Linked DNA regions of Mus musculus: region 2 is linked to region 1. Evidence: chromatin contacts called from public promoter capture Hi-C data. All regions are on one chromosome and are shown on one strand. The core of a region is the stretch at or near the end of the contact, and the rest is flanking DNA. Distances in the headings are between cores, read along the strand shown.

Evidence for each region. Promoter capture Hi-C pulls out the DNA fragments that hold promoters and counts their contacts.
Region 2: a contact with region 1 is called in a promoter capture Hi-C map of embryonic stem cells, with 10 read pairs. A contact is called at or near these places in 2 of 39 promoter capture datasets (the C10 cell line and embryonic stem cells), 3 of 130 datasets of targeted methods (bone marrow-derived macrophages, embryonic stem cells and trophoblast stem cells) and 2 of 9 other capture datasets (adipose tissue and liver).

What each region holds. Positions count from the first base shown.
Region 1 is chr19:6,817,535-6,822,404 of GRCm38.p6, forward strand. No RefSeq gene overlaps it. Among named protein-coding and RNA genes, the nearest start is that of Mir5046, 10 kb to the right of the region's middle.
Region 2 is chr19:6,932,343-6,937,212 of GRCm38.p6, forward strand. Kcnk4 (potassium channel, subfamily K, member 4) reads right to left here and starts at 2,173. Exons shown (of 7, transcript NM_008431.3): 1 at 2,006-2,173; 2 at 361-626. The coding sequence starts at 549.

The sequences.
Region 1 (4,870 bases), core at 722-3,221:
TGCCACCACTGCCAAGCCAACCCTGGATGCTCTGGCTGAGAATGAGAGCCTGAACCTCAGCCCCACTCAGGGGATAAAGTGGAAATTTCAGGTTTCTTTGGAGACTCAGGATTATAAGGACATTTTGTTGGGGCAGACAGGTGAAAGAATGTTTCGCTGAAGCAGACACAGGTGAAAGGATACAGGACTTTAGAAAGGACCCCACAGACAGTGGGAGCTCAAGTGTTGGTTTGCTTTGCTCCATCTCCATAGTCTTCGCTGACAGCATGCATGTATGATTATAAGACTATCAACTTAGATTGCATTGCTGAGCTTCGCCTGTGGTGACTTCATAGAGAGAAACCGGACAGAGAACTTCTCTCGAGGTTCTTGCAGCTTCCACGGACTTGAGCAGATTGGCCAGTCTCGACGTTTCTTCTGGATTGAACTGACCTTGCAGATTCATGTGTGGTGTCTGCTGGGCAACTGGGCTGCAGCTGCTGATTCAACGAAGATTGGAATCACCCCAGAGAACTATTTCTAAACAGATCCACTTCCCCTGTATCCTAATAACCTTTCTTTTCCACTACCTCTGGTGGGTGCTGGGCTAATGGGGAGGTTGAACCCTTATTAAAGTAGGCTATAAAAAAGTACACCTAACAGGTGGCCCAGCCTGTGATCTCAGGACCTGGGCAGAAAGTTTGAGGCCAGCCTGGGCTATGCACAGCAAGATCTTGCTTTCACTCAGACCCCTAAAAATAGAAAGGAAGAGGAGGAGGAGAAGAAGAAGAGGGAGGGAAGGAGGGAGGGGGGGGATGGAAGGAGGAGGCAACATTGTAGCAAACGCCTGTAATCCCAGCATTTGGGAAGCAGAGCCTGAAGGCCACAGTCTGGTCTGCAGGAGGCCCTGTCTCTCAGAAAGAAACAAAGAAGAAAGAGAGAGTAGAAAAGAGATGACTGTGTTTTAAACTCCACTTGGTATGATTACTTATTCAATCAGCAAACAGGAGATGCTGCACCTCAGGGACCTCACGTGTCGGACTCCTCTTCATTTGTGACTAGAGACAAGCTCCCAAGACAGTGACTGTCTGATAAAAACCTGCACCACGGACAAACTAGACAGCTAAAAGGAAAGTGGCTGGAGCAGGAAGGGGGTTACCTTTTCTGCCTTAAAAAAGGAACTGCAGGGGCTGTAGAGATGGCAGAACTCCTAAACGCGTGCCCGCATTATCTAGTGCTCTTGCTGAGGACCTCAGTTCTGACCCCAGCACCCACGCTGGGAGGCCCATGATCATCTGACCATCTCAGAGGATGGCACCCATCTTCCAACCACCACAGACACAATGAACACACACAATTTTTAAAAAATAAGTCCCAAAAGTCCTGGTGGAGGGTTGAGGCAGGAGCATGGCTCCCATCAGTGTATCTGGTCCCTTCTCTCCCTGCCATCATTCACAGGAGGTTCCCATCTTTTAAGTCACCTCCTGATTCCAAGCTCCCATGCCAGGCAGTGGAGGGTAAGAAACGAGATAATTCCCCAACACACAGCCCCCGCTCCCACCTTCCCGCTGACTGGGCTTCTGCAGGAATCTTGCCAGCTACGGCCACCACCTCTACCACATCCCAGCCCTCTGCTTAAGTCACATTGGCCTCTTCTGAGCAGGGGAGGGGGGCGTTGTAAGACTTCACGGTTCAGCTCTCTAGGCTTTCTGTAGCTAAAACCAAGGGTGTGGCTATTGGCCGTGGCAAGAGCAACTCCCTCCTACCCCCTCCCCCCTCCACTCCCTGCCACCCCTCCACACACCCACTTCTGACTGCTGAATGAAGGGCAGGCCTGAGAGCTACAGGAAGCTTCTCACGGATAATGTGGGCCCTCTGCAAGAAAAGGACGCAGCCTGGATACTGTCCAGAAAGCTCAAAAGACGTGCCTCCTTCCTGGGACTTGCTGCAACAAGTTCGCCGCCATCTTGCACCACTGAGAGGGTATAAAAAAGTACAGAGTTGCTTCACACTTATGCCTGTACTGGGGCCCAAGCAAGCTAACATCAAAGTGGTCTCATTTATTCCTTGTCTTTCTCCAGCAAAGCATTCTGGGAAATCGGGACAAAATGATAACTGCCAAGGTTACCATACAGGCTGCTTGCTTGCTTGCTTTTTTCTTTCTTTCTTCTTCTTCTTCTTCCTTTTGAGATAAGGTTTTTCTGTGTAGTCTTGGCTGACCTGAAACTCACTCTGTAGACCAGGTTGGCCTCAAACTCACAGAGATCTGCCAGCCTCTGTGTCCTGAGTGCTGGGAATCGAGGTGTGTGCCACCACACCTGGCAACACAGGCTGCTGTCAAAACAATAATGAAATAATTCTCTATGCCTTAGTTTGCCAAAAAATTGTAAAGCTGGGCTCTGTGTATAGCTGGGCTCATGTGTAGCCCTGGTTACTTGAGAGGCTGAGACAGAAGGCTGGTTTGAGTCCAGGAGTTCAAGATTTGTCTGTACTACACAATGAGACCCCCAGATCAATAAATCAATGAATCAATTTAAAAAAAAAATAACTTCATGGAACCAGAGGTGATGGATCAGTATTTCCGCTCTTCTCTCTCCCAGTGTGATATCATCTAGGTATGCAGGAATGGGTGTGTTTTCTCTCCTAATTAGAGAATTAAAAGGCAGGAAAAATTTGAAAGTCAAACAAAGCCAAAGTTTATTTAAAAGGAACAATTTAAAAAGAAACACCCCAGAGCAGGAAATCTCAGTGGCTGCCTGGAGGAGGAGGGAGAAGAAGAGGAAGAGGAGGAAGAGGAGGAGGAGGAGGAGGAGGAGGAGGAGGAGGAGGAGGAGGAGGAGGAAAAATCCATGCTACTTGAGTTAAGCCAGAAAGGAGGCTGTTTTGAGGCAGACAAGCAGCTAGCAGTGGGGCAGGGAGGGAATTTAAAGAAAGAGAGAGAGAGCCTAAGTACCAGAGATTACACATTTATGTTCTAGAGGTATCTAAAGAAAGAGACAGGAAAAGGGAACCTTACAGCTTTCTGAATCAGGACTCAGTAAGGAGGACAGACCCAGCTGAACTTCCTGGCCTTAGTAGGGACCGCAACAGAAGGCAGGGATTCTAGGAAAGAAAGCACGGTATCTCATTAAAGGGATAATTATTCCACCCATCTCTCAGCCTGCCTGCCTTGGAGTGGGACGGGTGATTGACTGGCCCAACTGGACTAACGATGTTTTAGGTAGCTTGGAATGCTCTGTCTCCGCCCAAGCCAGACATGTCCTAGGCTTTTGCTGTGTCAGCCCATCTCTGAAGAGGTAACCCTAAAATCATTTGGAGGTAAGCTGAAACAGGGGAGGGGAGGCTCTAGCCCATTTTAGCCCATTTTAGCCCATTTTCACTATGGAAATCTCAGGATTTGGTTCTGCAGTTGTTTGCCAAAAGAGAACATTGTCTGCTGGAATTCCAGTCCACGCCCTGCAGCTCGGCTCCTGGCAGGAGTGGCGACTTTGAGGAGGGATGAGGACCTGGGACTCTCTGGTAGCATTCCTGGCCGGATCACTAAGGAGGGTTCTAGGTGCTGCTTCTGTGGATCCTGCCCTAGCTGTCTGTCCAGTTTCCACTTCTTGTTTGCATTGCGTGCTCCTGCCTTAGAACGAAAGACGCAAATTCCATTCTTCCTTTGTTGTGTGCGTGCCTGCACTGGAGTTTCCAGGGTCCTGTCCTCCCATGCTGGTCCCAGGGTTCAAACTCAGCCTTTACCCACCAGACCAGACCACCTTGTTGGCATAAGGAAGTGATTTTGAAGGGACCACTTTGATTTCCCATTCTTCTCTTTACTTTCTTTTTGTTGTTGTGGTTTTGTTTGTTTGTTTGTTTGTTTTGAGGCAGGGTTTCTCTGTGTAGCCCTGGCTGTCCTGGAACTCACTTTGTAGACCAGGCTGGCCTCGAACTCCGAAATCTGCCTGCCTCTGCCTCCTGAGTGCTGGGATTAAAGGCGTGCACCACCATGCCCGGCAGCTCTTTACTTTCTGTTTAGCTTGGGTTACTTAATCTGTTGTGTGGTGAGGTGCCAGACTCTCAAGCCCGTGTGGTAGAGGCAGAGGTGAAGAGGTGAGTGTCTTTGTGAGTTCAAGGACAACTAGTCTACATAGTGAGTTCAGGCTAGGCAGGGTTACATAATGAGACCACTTCAAAAGCTAAAAAGGAAAAGTCGATTACGCTCTTTAGCCAGTTCATTACACCTTCCTCCTTTGGCACACATGCTCAGCTGGTACCCACCGGGACGCTCTGATCCTCCTCAGAATCTTCCGCTTCTTGTCCATCTCTTCTTTGTAGCATTTGCTCTTTCTCTCTGAAGCATTTTTTTCCCCCACCACCCAGTTCCCAGTTGCTCGGGGACACAATCTTCACATTGAGATCCTGAGTTGCTGATCAGAATGGAAGGCTGAGCTAAGATGAGCGACGAGGCAATGTCACATGCTGACTGATGGGATGTACTTCAACTAGACAGCCAGCCAAGCCAGCAAGTCTCCACTGCTTCAGGCTACGCCGAGTCAGAGCAATAACCAGGCCCACAGTGCAGCCGAGCCGAACTGTGTAATAAAGGAAAGTAAACGGCCGCAGAAACCTCTGCAAGGCAAGGGTAACTAACTCTGAGAGGCGGGATTAAGCCAGGGAGGTGAAGGGGCTTGTAGCCTCTGCTGCTGCTGCTGCTGCTGCTGTGTGACTCTGGACATTGTGTGCAGCCTTTCTAAGCCTTGTTTTCAGATAGTAACAGCTCCATTCCTTAACTGGAGTTACCTTGGGTGACTAATAGCAACCTTTGAATTCAGATCTGTGTGACACCCAAGCTGACACATTGACTGTTGGGCTCCATGGCCAGGTTCCCCCAAAGTCACTGTACCTGGAG
Region 2 (4,870 bases), core at 923-3,422, 120 kb after region 1:
ATCACCTGTGACTAAGCATCCAAGATTTGGCCTGGTGAGCTAATGATGTTGGAGCTGTGCAAATACCGCATCCCATGTGCTCCACCCATTCACTCGCTAACTCCATTCAGTAACTGTTCATTCTTCCTTCCTCCCTTCCACCATCACCCAGGGAAGGGGACATCCCAGGGGCACAGCCTGGTGCTAGCAAAGACAAGTGACAACAGCACAGCCGGCCGGCATATTAAAAACAAACACTTGGGTCCTAGCTCCTGCCCTGCACTCCCAGAGATGTAGCAGGACCTACCCTGTCCTCAGAGATACATGTCTGGAAGCAGCACCCCGAGCAGGACTCCACTCTAACCAACTCTGCCAACCCACCTTGATGAAATCCTCCAGGCTCTTCTGGCTCACACAGGGATGGTCCCTCAGAAACTGGTCTCGGCCATGATCCATTTTCTTCTGAGCCTGCTGCTCGTGAGGCTGCTCCAGAGCCTGGAACACTAGAGCCCCAGATACCAAGTAAAGCAGCACCAGTGCCAGCAGAGCCAGGAGTGTGGTGCTGCGCATGGTCCTTCCAGAGGCAGGTCCAGCTCCACTTCCTGCCTGGGAAGAAGGAGCAGGGAGCTCCTGGGGAGCAGTGGTCACTGCAGGCCAAACCAAGGATTATGGGGTCACGAAGAGATCCATACATCCACACCCTCCTTCTCTAGATTAGACTCCCCAAAGTTTTTGAGCCCCTAGCTTTATTATCCATAGATGTAACCCCCACACAGCCTCTGGTTCCAGGTACTAACACCTAGGCCCCCACCTCCAGCCTCCCTCTTACCTCCGGAGCCTAGCCATCAGGAGAGTGGGATAAAGAAGAAAACACTAAGCCAGGCAGGGTGAGTGAGAAAATGGGGGACTTGTGAGGCATTAGGGTGCCTGCCTTGGAGAAGACCAAAGGAAGACTAGGGAGTTCCAGGGGAAATAGGAAGAGGCTGGAGCCTGCAGAACTGGAGACAGGAATAGCAGGTCCATACTTGGCTCTCTCAGTGCGGCTGTGGCAGCCTCCTCAGATGCATCTGTCCCCTCCTGCCTTCCAGCCTAGCAGGGATCAACCGGGCGGGGATCTTCCAGGGTCCCCACCCGCCCGCTGGGCTTTCGAGGAACCCCAAGGCGGATCTGGCTGCAGGGTATAGGCAAGGCCCAGAGCCAGGGAAAGGAAAAGTGGGCACAAAGTTCCCAGAAGAAGCAAGGCACAGGGTGGGAAGGGCAGCACGGATACAGCAGCCCACGGGACAGCTGTCACTTAGGGGGCAGCGGGAGATGGCAGGCACACACACACATACATATACACAGTCTGCTACATGTGCCACAAAGATCTTTGAGCCACATTCCATTCTGCAGCTCTAGCCGCGCGCTGCCCAGGCTGCAGGCATAGCACTGCACCACGCTCCGGCAGACCCTGGCACAACTAACCACCATGGGCGTGCCCGCAGGGCCGAGCTACCCTAGAGGTCCACGCGCACGAATGCGCGCGCTCGCGTACACACACACACAGATACACACACGGAACCCGTGTGACACCGCACGCCAGCCGCTTGCTCCCACCACCTCCCCCGCGTCCTTACGCCGACGCCTCCGAGCGTGACCGGCGACGGGACGCACGGTCACACCACTCGAGGAAGGCATCCACGCGCGGGAAGTGTCCCGCCCTGCCGGTTTCTCCCAGCTCCCAGGGCCTGAGATCCAGCCCACATTCCCGCGCCTGCTCCGCACTTACTGTCTGCCCACTCTGTGGCTGCGGCTTTGGCTGCGGCCAGGTCTCCCGCGCCGCCTCGAGGGTGTGCGGGCTGAGCCAAGGAGGTGCCGGCGGCAGCCCAGAGACCGAGCCGCCGGCGGCCGTCTGACTAGGACCCCCCTCCTCCCGCCCTCAAAAGCCCCCTCCTTGGGAGCTTAACCCTACCAGAGCTGCGTCTCCCTACGTGCCGCACCCTCGCCACCGGCTCTCGCCACCAACCGCCTTGAACCCAGCCCTTACCTGCACCTGCAGCCTCTGGGCTCCCCAATGCTGTCTTGTCCAGGCCAGTGAGTGGCAGAAGACTCAGAGAAGGGTCGACGTGAAGTCCAACCTTCCAGGCTGGGATTGGGGCCCCAACGCTGCCCTAACCTGGACATCAGCTGGCCCGGGGCTCAGGACAGCCGCCACACTCATCTCCTGGAATCTTCTAGGTCTATTACTGGACTGGGAAGAGCCTTCGTTTCTCCGCCCATGAGGATAGTCTGGGCCTTGGGCTCAGCACTTGTGAGGGAGAGGCCCCCAGGGAGAAGAGGGTATGTGGGGGTGGAAGACGGGGAGCTCTCTTTGAGGCCACCTGGATTTAACCAGCTGAATGGGTTGGGTCCTAGTTCTAGGAAGTCACTGATAGAGCACCTCTTGCTCAGGCTGCATTCCCATCTCTGATCCTCCAGGCCCTGGGGTCACCCCCCCCCCCCAACCATCTGCTGCCTGACAATTCCAGCAGAAAGAGTGCTAGCATTTTCTGAACAGCTAAAGCCGGGTCCTCTTCTGTCTTTATCCTTCTTTCTTCTTCTTTATATCCTTTTTTTTTTTTTTTTTTTTTTGGTTTCTCGAGACATTTCTTTACTGATTTCCACAAAATCTCTCCTGTAGCGTTCAGAGATCCCATGCTATTGTGGTCAGTACTTTTGTTGTTGGGATGTTTTGCTTTGTTTTGAGACAGGGTTTCTCTGTGTACTCCTGGCTGTCTTGTAGACTAGGATGGTCTCAAATTCAGAGATCCACCTGCTTTGCCTCCAGAGTGCTGGGATTAAAGGTGTGCCCTACCATTACTGGGTTTTGTGGTAATTGTCAGTATGTTTAAGTGACCACCCAGATGATAGGGGGTCAGGGTGAGTTACCAAACTCCCTAGTTCCCACTTACAGTAAAAGGGTGATTACTTAACTCTGGGTGCTGATTTTGAGTATTTAGGAAGTCAGTATTTGGGGGCTGGAGAGATGGCTCCGTCTTTAAGAGCACTGGCTCTTCTTCCAGAAGACCAGAGTTCAGTTCCCAGCACCCACTACTGTCTGGGACACCCTCACACAGACATACATGTAGGCAAACCACCAATGCCTGTGCACACATACAAAGTCAGTGGTTTTTACTTTGGTTCTTTCTCTTTTTTTCGTTGTTATTTGTTTGTTTTTGGAGCCTTAGCTGTCCTGAAACTTGCTCTCTAGTTCAGGCTGACCTCAAATTCACAGAGACCCACCTTTCTCTGCCCCTCAAATGCTGAATTAAGGGCATGAACCACCACTGCCCAGCTGAGGTCAGCGTTTATAAATGCTTAAAGCCTAGCACACAGAATTAAGTGCCCTAAAAATGTTAGCAATTCTGCTTCCATCCGAAAGTGATTGTCCAGCTTACTGCTGAAGTCTGAGCCTCTGCTGTTCTCTCTGGAGACCTTGTAGACCTGGCTCCAGGAGAGTCCCAAAGAAAGAATTTCAAGGCAGACTTACTGCTAGGCTGAGATCTCAAAGGAGCTAGAATCACCAGGTTTATAGACAGGAGTCACAGGCTCTAATAATCAATCCTGAGCCACAGGGCAGATCTGCAAGGATGTCCGGAACTCAGGGCAGTGACTAAACCTTTGGGAGCAGTAGGATTTGTGTACCAAGAGCTGACTCAGCATGCAAGTAGCCAGGGGATCAGGGTTAACCCATACCCAGGTAAGGAGATGGAGGCTGTGCCACACAAGCACACCCTTTATAGATCTTCCATAAACTTGACACTTGAAGACCACAGTAGAGGTGGTGACAGAAGCCAGGCCTCAGGTCAGTGAGATGGTGCAGTGCTTTGTAGGGCTGCTTGCCACCGAGCCTGAAATTCCAAGTTTGTTTCCTGGAACCCATATGGGTTTTTCTGACTCTATACCTGTGTGTGTGTGTCTGTCCATCCATGTATGCACACATAAATACATGCACAGCACACACACACTAGGCCTCCACAAAACTAATTTAATCCATTAGAAGACAAGATGCCTACCAGGCTGTGGAGATGGCTTAGCAGTTAAGAGCACTTGCTGCTCCTCCTCCAAAAGACCTACTAAGTTCAGTCTCCAGCACTGGCAACTCACAGCAACCTCTAACTCTAGCTCCTGGGGATCCGATGCCCTCTTCTGGCCTCTTTGGGCACTACACACAGGCACAGGTGCAGATACACCTATACATAAATATAAATAATCTTAAGAAAAAAATGAGGGGGGTGGGCAGGATGGCTCAGCGGGTAAGAGCACCCACTGGTCTTCCGAAGGTCTTGAGTTCAAATCCCAGCAACCACATGGTGGCTCACAACCACCCATAATGAGATCTGATGCCCTCTTCTGGTGTGACTGAAGACAGCTACAGTGTACTTATGCATAATAATAAATAAATCTTAAAAAAAAAAGAAGGAAGGAAAGAAAGAAAGGAAGGAAGGAAGGAAGGAAGGAAGAAAGAAAAGAAAAGAAAAGAAAAGAAAAGAAAAGAAAAGAAAAGAAAAGAAAAGAAAAAAAAAAGAAAAGAAAAAATTATACCAAACTGGGCCAATGAGATGGCTCAACAGATAAAGGCCTTTGCCACCAAGCCTGGTGATATAAGTTCTACCTTGCCAGTCCATATGAAGGAGTGAACCAACTTGTAAGTTGTCATCTGACCTCTACATATATGCTGTGCCAAGTGCTTATCCATACATACACGAAGACATATATACAAATAAATGCATGTCATTAAAAAGAAGTTAGCTCTGCGTGGTAGCACACATGCCTATCCTAGAGCTCAAGAGGCAGAGGCAGGTGGATCTCTGTGAGTTCAAGGCAAGTCTGGTTTAGAGTGAGTTCCAAGATAGCCACGACTACAGAGAAT